Linked DNA regions of Arachis hypogaea: region 1 is linked to region 2. Evidence: chromatin contacts called from public Hi-C data. All regions are on one chromosome and are shown on one strand. The core of a region is the stretch at or near the end of the contact, and the rest is flanking DNA. Distances in the headings are between cores, read along the strand shown.

What was found. Hi-C and Micro-C count contacts between places; a contact is called where the count stands out from the background.
Region 1: a Hi-C map of an unstated tissue shows a contact between it and region 2, with 10 times the contacts expected there. The contact joins two enhancer-like sites. A contact is called at or near these places in 2 of 8 Hi-C or Micro-C datasets (leaf and an unstated tissue).

What each region holds. Positions count from the first base shown.
Region 1 is chr6:78,333,208-78,338,437 of arahy.Tifrunner.gnm2.J5K5, forward strand. No RefSeq gene overlaps it. Among protein-coding and RNA genes, the nearest start is that of LOC140173687, 61 kb to the left of the region's middle. Within about 2 kb of position 1,879, at least 3 of the 3 cell types and tissues checked have open chromatin away from gene starts, as enhancers often do.
Region 2 is chr6:78,198,602-78,204,147 of arahy.Tifrunner.gnm2.J5K5, forward strand. LOC112696743 (a long non-coding RNA gene) reads left to right here. Exons shown (of 8, transcript XR_011862369.1): 8 at 191-507. Among protein-coding and RNA genes, the nearest start is that of LOC112696743, 5.7 kb to the left of the region's middle. Within about 2 kb of position 2,915, at least 2 of the 3 cell types and tissues checked have open chromatin away from gene starts, as enhancers often do.

The DNA.
Region 1 (5,230 bases), core at 629-3,128, 130 kb after region 2:
GCGTCCCAAAAGTAGAAGCTTGATAAAGTGCATTTATTCATAATATTTGTCTAGCATACCAAAATGATAGAGTATACCGAGCGGAAAATAATATTCGTCTACTTCATTTCCTTACCCTCTCATTAGAAAGAGTCATGAAAACAGTGTAGCACTGTTATGGGAACCAAAGCCTATGAACAGATACTTTGCTCCACTGAAAGACCATATCCTAAACAGGTATATTGGAACAAGTCATTTTTTTAAACATGTCCCATGCGTGAACAAATTAAACCAATTTGGAGGCTGATGACGCAGTTAAGACGTGTTCCTAATAAACCCTCCAATTTTGAAGTCACAAAACGGAGACTTTGGAAGAGAAGGGACACCATACGTACCTTGTCCCTGCTTCTTAAACACTACCTCGCTCCTCCCTCAAAATAGTTTTATTAGCATTGATCATTCCCATTCTCACTCTATATATTTACACTCTTTTAGACGAAGTTAAGTATTGAAATGAACTGCCCTCAACAAACATGTTTGCTTGAATTCGTACTACGTGTTACGTCAACAAATTTTCATGATTTATTATATATTGGATTTATAGTGAACAACACACGATAAAATCGAGCAAATTTTTTACATAAAAAAATTATTATGGAATAATATTATCATGAGAAAATGACAAATGTTTTTGTGCCAAGTTATAACCAAACTCATCCTCTAATAGTTGTTTTGACGTCTAATAATAAGTTTTCTGTTGTTTTAATAGTTTGATTGGAGACTTGGTTTAAGATCAATCGTAAATTATTTTGGATATTAAATTAAGGCAATTATTTTAATAAAGATATTAAAAATATCTTTTTATGATCATTTTGATTTAAAAAGTGTAACTTATTCATTTTGACACACTTTAAATAAAAGTAACATTTTTATAATATATAAAAATCAAGTCTTAAAATCTATCACTTAATAGTCAAAATAAAATATTTTTATATAAAAACAATTATAAAATTTTTATTAGAGTATCTACTATTAAATTAAAATTTAATTTATTTTAAATTTTAACATAACTTAATTCCACCTTATCACCTAATTACTAAAACTAACACTATGTTTGTTTCAAACTAAAATAAGAGGAAAGAAAAAGGATGGAAAGAAAATAAATGAAAAATGTTATTTTCCTTTGTTTGGATGCAAAGAAAATGAAAAGGAAGAAAAAATTTTTTATGGGTTCCACCAAAAATCACCAAAAAATTTTTTACATCCATAACAAGCAAGAAAAATAGAAGAAAAAAAATTATTTTTGTATATTTACAATATTTTCCATAGTTATATTATTATTAATAATTATCAATATAAATTTAGTTTTAATAGTTTTAATATATTATTATAATAAAAATTTATATTTAAATATTATATGTGTATTAAATAAATAATTTAAATTAAATATATAAAATTATAATATTTTAAATATTTATAAAATGCGATAAAATATAAATAAATAAAAATATTTATACTTTATTTTGTTATAAGGGTATTAATGTAATTTTATACTTTATGATTTTCTTTTTTTTTTTACTTTTCTTTTCGTCCAAACAAAAAAAAAATATTTTCTCTCTATTTTCTTTCTATCCATTTTTTCTTAATCCAAACAATATACAAATAACTCTATTTTTTTTCTATTTTTTTCCACTCATTTTCTTTCCTTTCATTTTCTGTTTTCTAAATATTGGGTCATTAATAATAAACTAAACAGTCACACCCCCACATACTAAGAAGTCCCTTTTTTTTTTTTGGTCATATATATATCACACTCACACACACTCTAACCTAGTAAACACTAGGATTCGAACCTGGTGTGGCTTCATTTGAAGCAAATATCTTTAACACTACATCACGTGCTTCAGCCACCCATGAAGTCCTTTTAACCACAACCCAGTTATCAAAATATCATGGAGCTTTGTCTGGCTATGTAATAGGCAAATGCATTTAGTTTTTTTTTTGTTAACAAAGGGGCACTAAAGCCCAAAACAAAAATAGAACTAACTTAAAATAGGAACGGATGCAACTCCTGTATTATCATTGTGAAATTTATGCTTTATCCTAAAAAAAAAAGGGTCTGTTTTAGTACTTCAAAATCTCATCCTGCTTCGTACTCCAATTGGCAAATGCATTTAGGATTGGTACATAAGCCTCAACCCACTATCATTTTTGTTAAATAAATACCAAAAATTAAAATGTAGTATAAAGATTAAAGAACACCATTTATGATGTCCAGTGAAATTAATGGAAGAAGGAGCCCAAGAAGAGCATTTGGACAAAAACAATTGTTTTCAGAAAATTGGTTGTCTGAATTTGTAGCTATTGGGCCTAGGTCCCTCTTCTTTATTTAGGAATAAGTTATAGGGGAAAATTAACTAAAAAAAAGATATAGGGAAAAATAAGGAATAAAGTATCAACCCGACTTTTGTTCTTTCCTCTCAATGACAATATGATTCCTGACAAAAAATAAATATTCACTTCGACTCATGTTCTTAATTTTTGTAAGACAATACAATTTTTCTGTCAAAATTATTGTTATCTATTAAATATTATTAACGTGTCATATTAATATATTGAGTTGGACATTAAATATCAACATAAAATAAATAAAAACTTATTATCTTTAAATTTAAATTGATCAAGAACTTTTTTATTTATATTCAATAAAATAATTGACATTGTTTTAACATTAAGTTGATTAAGAGTCTGTTTATTAATAATCTATCTTAACAAAATTGATACATATTTTTTTAAAATTAATTTTTATTATTATACAATTCATAAATTAGTAGTATAATTTAAACAATAAGTTATAATATATTACTAGTGTTATAAAATTATAATTAGCTAGATAGAATTTGAAATCTCTTGTACTGCTTTGTAATAATTACATAATAATAATTAATATATTATTAGACATTAAACAAGTGTATTCTTAATGATAAATATTTAGTAATCTTTTCTTATTTGTTTCTTTTTCTTAGTACTATTTTTTATGTAAATACACTCAAATCTGTTTAAAAAATGGTCAAAATTACAAGATAACGAACCATGAGAAATAATATCAAGTGAACAACGCTGACAATCACGTCTTAAAAAAGGTAGTCAATTTTTAAAAATGCTATGATTTTACTACTTTATGTATATAAATTTATATATATTTTAATCTAAATAATTATATATGGTTATATATAAACAACTCTTGAAATTTATTATAAGCCGTCGTTCCTTAATTATTAGTTATATTATACAAGCAATTAATTAAATTTTAATAATGTACTAAAAATTGTAGTGAATCTATATTATTCTTTATATTATTATATTTTTATCGATCTCTAATCTTGTTACAATATATAATATTAATAGATTAATCATATTGTTGATGCATACTTTATTTTATTAAGTACTAGTAGCCATTTATTAGTGTATTTCAATGCAAATTTCAATGTAAAAATATTAAATGTAATTAATTTAGTTTCAAGTGATGACAAAGTAGTAGTCATTATTCAAAAAATTTTGTACAGATCAAAGCCTAATAAAAATATTATGATTATTATTATATATGCCATATATGTGAAATAATGTTTAATAGTTTTTAATTTATTATATAAATTATTTATATCATAATACTAATAATATATCACAGAATTATTACTTATTAAAAATTATATTAATAATTTATTAATTATATTTTAATTTTTATTATTTATATATTTAAAAATTATAATTAATGTCACAATAAATAATATTTTTAAATTTAAATAATATATTAATTAAAATATATTTATTATACCATATATTTAAGAATTATTGAAAAATTATATTAATATTAAATATTAAAAAAAATATTGCATCAAAATTTTTTAAGACAAGTAAATTTTTGATAATTAGGTTTCTAAACAATTTAACATTAAAACGGTGTTGTTTTCTTTGAATAAATATAGATAAATACGTCTTTTGACTAATTTGGATTTTGAAAAAATAAGTCAATAATGTTTATTTTATGTTGGTATTTAATATCCATTTCAACATGTTAACATAACACATCAGCGACTGCTTCCATTAATAAATGATGGTGATAGTGATAGAAAGATTGCATTGTATTACAGAAATTAAGAACAAAATTTAACGTGAATGTTTTTAAACTAGAAGTCTCGTTTTTATTCAGAGAAAAAAAAAAAAGCGGAAAAAAGCTAGATTATTACTTTACTCAAAAATAAGTAAATAGAACGAAAACAAACTTCAACTCTCCAATCCAAGGAAAAGAAAACTCCAACTCCCCTCCCTCTTACTCCTCCTTGCTACCACTGAAATTATTCTTAGTTACTGGTGGTATAGTGAGTTTTGACATAGTACAAAGGATAACAAAAGTGTTGAGTATTTGATCTTCATTTTGAGCATAAAATGGTTTTGAAAATGATAAAAATTTTAATAAAGAAAGAGACAGACTATATATACTTGATCAAGTAATTCATCAAAATAACTCGTTACCATTTCATCCCATAAACTCCATTCATTTTACACCTATTATATAAGCAAGTTTATGGCACTTTCGTTTAGGTCAGCCATCCGGACATAGACTTAGTATCTTACATAAGCATTTTTCTTTTATTCTCTCACACTATGATGAAACTTGTGATGTATATCACTTATTAAAGCAAAAGAAATTTTTTTTCTCAAAGTTTCAATAAAGTAAATAGCATTTTTGACCTATTATATTTGGATATTTGGGGAACCATTTCGTTAATATTTCATCCATAATCATAAATATTTTTTTATGATTGTTGATGATCATAGTCGTTTTACTTGGGTCATATTATTAAAATCAACGAGTGAGGTGACTCAACATGTCCAAAATTTTGTCATACTAGTAAAAAATTAATTTAGTTCCAAAGTTAAGGTCTTTCGTTCTGACAATGGACCTGGATTTCTTATATCACATTTTTTCTCTTCCAAAGATATCATTCATAAAAAAAGTTGTGATGAAATTTTCAACAAAATAGTCGTACAGAAAAAAATACCAACATATTTTAAATGTTGTCCATGTCCTCATATTCCAATCTAATTTACATCTTTATTTTTGGTCATTTGCTATTCACCATGCAACTTATCTGATAAATCGAGTTCCTTCTTCGGACCTTAATTTAAAAACACCTTTTGAAATTCTGTATAATAAACCACCCAATTTTGATAACCTTAAAGTATTTGG
Region 2 (5,546 bases), core at 1,665-4,164:
CAAACACATTCTTTTGCATTATTTGAGTGTGACCAATTTTGTTCGTTTACTTTCTGCTTTCTTGTCTTATACACATGGGTTAAACATTATATAAGGTAAATATTCCCATAATTATTTTTTGTATAGTGGATCATGCTGGTTTGTCTTTATAATTATATTGAACTACTATTGTCAAATATCTTTATTGCAGATAAATCAAAATTTGGAAGCCATACTAAGAATTTTCAAAAATTCTCTTTTTTCACTTCAGGCAAGCTAACCGAAGATGAATAGTATCAATCTGACAGGGAAGATGTTAGAACCTCTCTTGGTTACTTGTGTCAAGGGACTGAAATATTGGGAGAAACAAAATTCATTTACTTTTGAGCATTAGTTATGTGCTAATCATTGATGTAACATAGATTTGTAGTATTTATGTTATTTAAATTTGTATTATGCTTTATTACTTTTCAAGAGAAATTTGCATATAAATATTTTGAATTTAATGAAATATTTCAATTTGTAGTATTTAATTTTAGTAATTTATATTATGTACAATAATAATAATAATAATAATAATAATAATAATAATAATAATAATTGGTAAAAAATAATTGAAATTTTAGAAAAATGATAGATTGTTATTTCTAAAAGAGTGAGTATAATTAAAAAGTTTCATGATTTTAGTGGCAATAATAATGACAACTAAAAGTGAATAACATTACAATTTTAGAATTATTTTTAGTGGTCATATAAATTGCTAGTAAATTGGGTTTTGGCGGCAATAGTAATGGCCGCAAAAAGTGATTTTTCTAGTAGTGTCTCTCATTAATGATTTCAATATCTTGATAAAGAGAAATTCATCTAGAACCTTCTTTCAACCATTAAGGATACCTATATAATTAGTGGTTAAAAAAAATTAGTAAAAAATTAATTCTTTACTTATAAATAAAAGTTATAAATTACAAATATAAAGAATTTTGATTATAAATCAAATTCTGCATTAATAATTTAATTAATAATAAATATAAATATTTATTAATATATGAGGTTTTATTAAATTTTATAATTTTAATAAATATAAATTAATTTTAAAAAGTTTTTTTAAATCCTTTTAAAAGAACCTTTTTTTTTTAGAAATACAAATATAAATATATAACTTTTTATTTACAAAACAAAAAAAATATTTATACTTTATCTCTCTAAAAAACTTACTGGATCTTAGTAATTTTATATATTCTCTTGCTTATTTATCTAAAATAGACAACAAGAGTAGCGAAATTTTTTTATTATTTAATTATTTACCAAAATAAATTAAATTAATATATTTAAAAACAATATTACAACAATTTATTAAAAATAAAGATAAATTAAATAAAAATCTAACAAAAATGTTCTAAATCGGAAGAACTAAAAAGAGAATTTTTGAAGAATTTTAATAAAGAATTAATAACAACTTTCAAAATTCTTGTTCTACTAATAATACAATTCATGAATGAATTCACACCCTCCAAGGTTATTTCCTTGCCTCCAAAGTCCAAATCCTCATTAACCATAGTCAAGAACAAACCCTTGGTAAAGCTAGTCATCATTGCCATCTATATTTGGTTAGACAAAGCTTTAGATGGTTGACCAGTGAATTAATATTTAATTTGACCGGCGGGTCACCAAATAAATAGCATACAATTAAAAAAAATATTTATACTATTGTTTAAAAAATAGTGAAAATACCTATGATATTTATTTTTTATTATTTACTTTTATATATATATAAAAAACATAAAAAATATATAAAATAAATGTTATAAATAACACCACTTATATGAACATTTTTTAACGGTCGTACGAAATACATGTATGGCTACAAAACTTTCTTAATACAAGGATATTAAAAATTAACCATCCTTTCTTATTTAAAGAAAAAAACACTATGATGTGAACGCATGACGTGTATTGCGTAGTATGCTCAATTTTATAGTATCTTACAAAATAACCAACAAATCCTGTAAGAAAAAACAACAAACCACAATTTCATATAATCTCAGTCCCATATATATATATATATATATATATATATATATATATATATATATATATATATATATATATATATATATATCGGGCAAAGTATGGACTATTATACATTGCTGGAAAGCCCAGGATGTCTACTTTCCAACGCCGTTAAGAGCGCGCCAATTGGGCTTCTGTAGCTCCAGAAAATCCACTTCGAGTGCAGGGAGGTTAGAATCTAACAGCATCTACCGTCCTTTTCAGCCTCTGAATCAGATTTTTGCTCAAGTCCCTCAATTTCAGCCAGAAAATACCTGAAATCACGGAAAAATACACAAACTCATAGTAAAGTCCAGAAAAGTGAATTTTAACTAAAAACTAATAGAAATATACTAAAATATAACTAAAACATACTAAAAACATTCTAAAAACAATGCCAAAAAGCGTACAAATTATCCGCTCATCAGAATACTTTTATGATTATTTAATACAAGAATTATTTCTTTCATTTTAATCCATTTTACCTTCTAATAATCATGTCTTCTTTTGATTCCCTTTCATATGTTATGGATTTATTATTTACAATAATATATATATATATATATATATATATATATATATATATATATATATTTTAACGATATCTCTTAATTTAGCAGATCAAAAATTAATTTGTTATAAATTAAAATTTTATTTAAAAATTTATTATTAACAAATAAATTATTATATATACAAAATAAAAATCTTCAACATTTATTGAAAGAAACTAATAATCTAACTATTATACTAACCCAAGGTTCGTTATCTCATTCTTATTTTTCATTGAACTCCAACTAACCTGTTTTGCAATGGTCCACCAAAGCCCAATTCATACGTCCAAGACTCAGAATAGTCCATAGAGACCCAATCTAAGGTGTAGGAATGAAAGTAGTATATGCGAAGGCCCAATATGGGACTTTCAATTTGTCCATTAGCTTATCACATGCTCAACCAAAGAAAATAGATATTCTCCAAAAAAAAAAAATTCTAGAAAAAGGATCAACTCCTAAACTTGCTTCAGCGTAGTTGGCGAAATTACACAAATCATAAAGAGAGATGACAATGAATTTTTATGAAAAGAGATTCCCTTCCGTCCAAGTCTTTTTTTTCCTTTTAATAAAATGTCTCATATTTTTGCCTCATCATTATTATGCGTCCTCATTTATTTCTCTCCATAAAAAAGATAAATACCTATAAATATTTAAGAATATTAAGTTTAAAAAGATTAAAAAAAATTTAACACAATTACAATAAAATTTAATATAATTCAATCAAATATATAGAAAATCAAACACAATTTAAACATAATAATATACACATAAAATTTTTAACATATAAATCAAAATAAAATAAATTAAAATTATTTACATAACTTTTATATATAAAAAAATTTTAAGTAAATTTTTTTTAACAAAAAATTTATAAATTTTCATAGAACAGATATCTCAATTTTCGTTTGTCTTTATTTATTCAGGAGATGAGTTCTATGTTTGTAGAGATCTTACACATATATTGTGACATGAGATTTATTTTATTTATACTGTAAATAAGATATACTTAAGGTTAATTTGTTTATAATATAAATGAGATAAGTATTGTAACGACCTATAACTTTAAAAATATAAATATAAATAAATAATAATTTATTTTATAAATTAGAATTTTTTATTTTTAGAAATTAATTTATTAAAAATAATTAAATTAATTTTATAATTATTTGAGTTCAATTAAATTCAGATTTATATATATATTTTTTATTAAGAAATATTTTACATAAATTAAAAATATACTTTTAGTAATTTGTAAATAATGAAAATTATTTATATATTTTAATTTGAGTAATTGATATTTTTAATTTAAAAATAAAGTTTAATTAATGATATTATTATTGAAATAAATATCCATCGATATGAGTAAATATTGGTACTTTTTAGTAAATTTAGCTTTGCAAATATTTCATCATATATCTTTTATCATTATGTTACTAATATTATTTATATTAGTAATTTATATATATTATTATTTGTGTTTTAATATATCCAACTTTTATAATTATCCGTTTAAGATATTTATAACTTGAATTACTGCCTCAGCAATTTATATATTTGACACCCAACCCATTAAACATCGTCAAAACACGCATGGCTGATCCATTTTGAAGGAAAATAAAGAGAACCCGAGGGAGAGAAAAGAATGTAATTCCATGTATGTCAAAACCATTCAAAATCTCATTCTCCCATTAAACATCACCAAAACACGCATGGCTGATCCATTTTGAAAGAAAATAAAGAGAACCCGAGGGAGAGAAAAGAATGTAATTCCATGGATGTCATGAACTTTCAATTTTAATTTCTTGTGATCCATAACTTCAATAAAAAATTTAATCCTATAAAAATATTCGTATCATCTTTTTTTATATATTGGCGTCATTTTTATTCGGTAGAAGTTGACGGTGACGTAACTCTTCTTCCCTTTGAGTTTGGCCAATTGGAGTTATAGGAAGCACAGACGATTTCTAATATTTTCTTCTTCAGCAACTCGGTCGAAAAGCTTCTCTAGAGTTTCAAGTATTTTGATTTCGTACGGAAATAGGATTTTGATAAATTCTCACCAATTAAATTTAGGTTGGATAAGTGAGTGGTTGTTGTGATTGATTATTAATGGAGTTTGATTGACTTTATATTGAATTTTGTTGATATATTGTTATATGTGATTAAACTTGTGATTTGTTCATGTTTGTGCTACCCAAACTATGATAATGAGGCTGATTTGGGCTATCATTGTGTTAGTTTTTTAATAAAATAGTGAGGTTTAAGGCCGAGAAATTAAATTAGAAGCTGTGAAAAATCGATAACCATAAAACTCAAAAATGGACTAAAATTTTAATGTATATTTTAAAAAGAAAATATGGAGGATTTGTATATTTTAAAAAGAAAATAAGGAGGACTTCGGTTCTTGGTGAAGAGAAGAATCAGTCAAGAAGAATTATTTTTGAGGAAATATACTTGTATTTTTATGAAAAGATTGAGTTTAATATTATAATTATATAAGCTTTCGGATATTTTAGATAATAAATAAAATTCAGGGATAAAATGGATATTTTATAAAAGGTCGGGGTTATTTATATAAATATAAAACAAAGTGAAGGTTTAAATATAATTTTATAAAATATTGAAATTAAAAATAAAATATTAAAAAATTCGTGGTTTAGAAACTAATTAATAAAAGTTTGAAAATAAGGTTTTATAAAATAAGTTTTAAGAGTGTTACAAATATTATTTTAAATATTTATTTAAAACTATTCATTTATATTAGAGTAAATTATTATTACAAATTATTATTTATCAAGATATTATTTAATAAGAATATTATTGTATATATTATGAAAAATAAAATAGAGAGTGGTAAACAACCAAGTTTTTCTAAAAGTTTTAGAAAGACAAATCTAAACTAAGGATCTCATGATCCCCTCTTCATAAAATATTTAGGGAAAGATGAGGGAAGAGTGTGAAGATAGT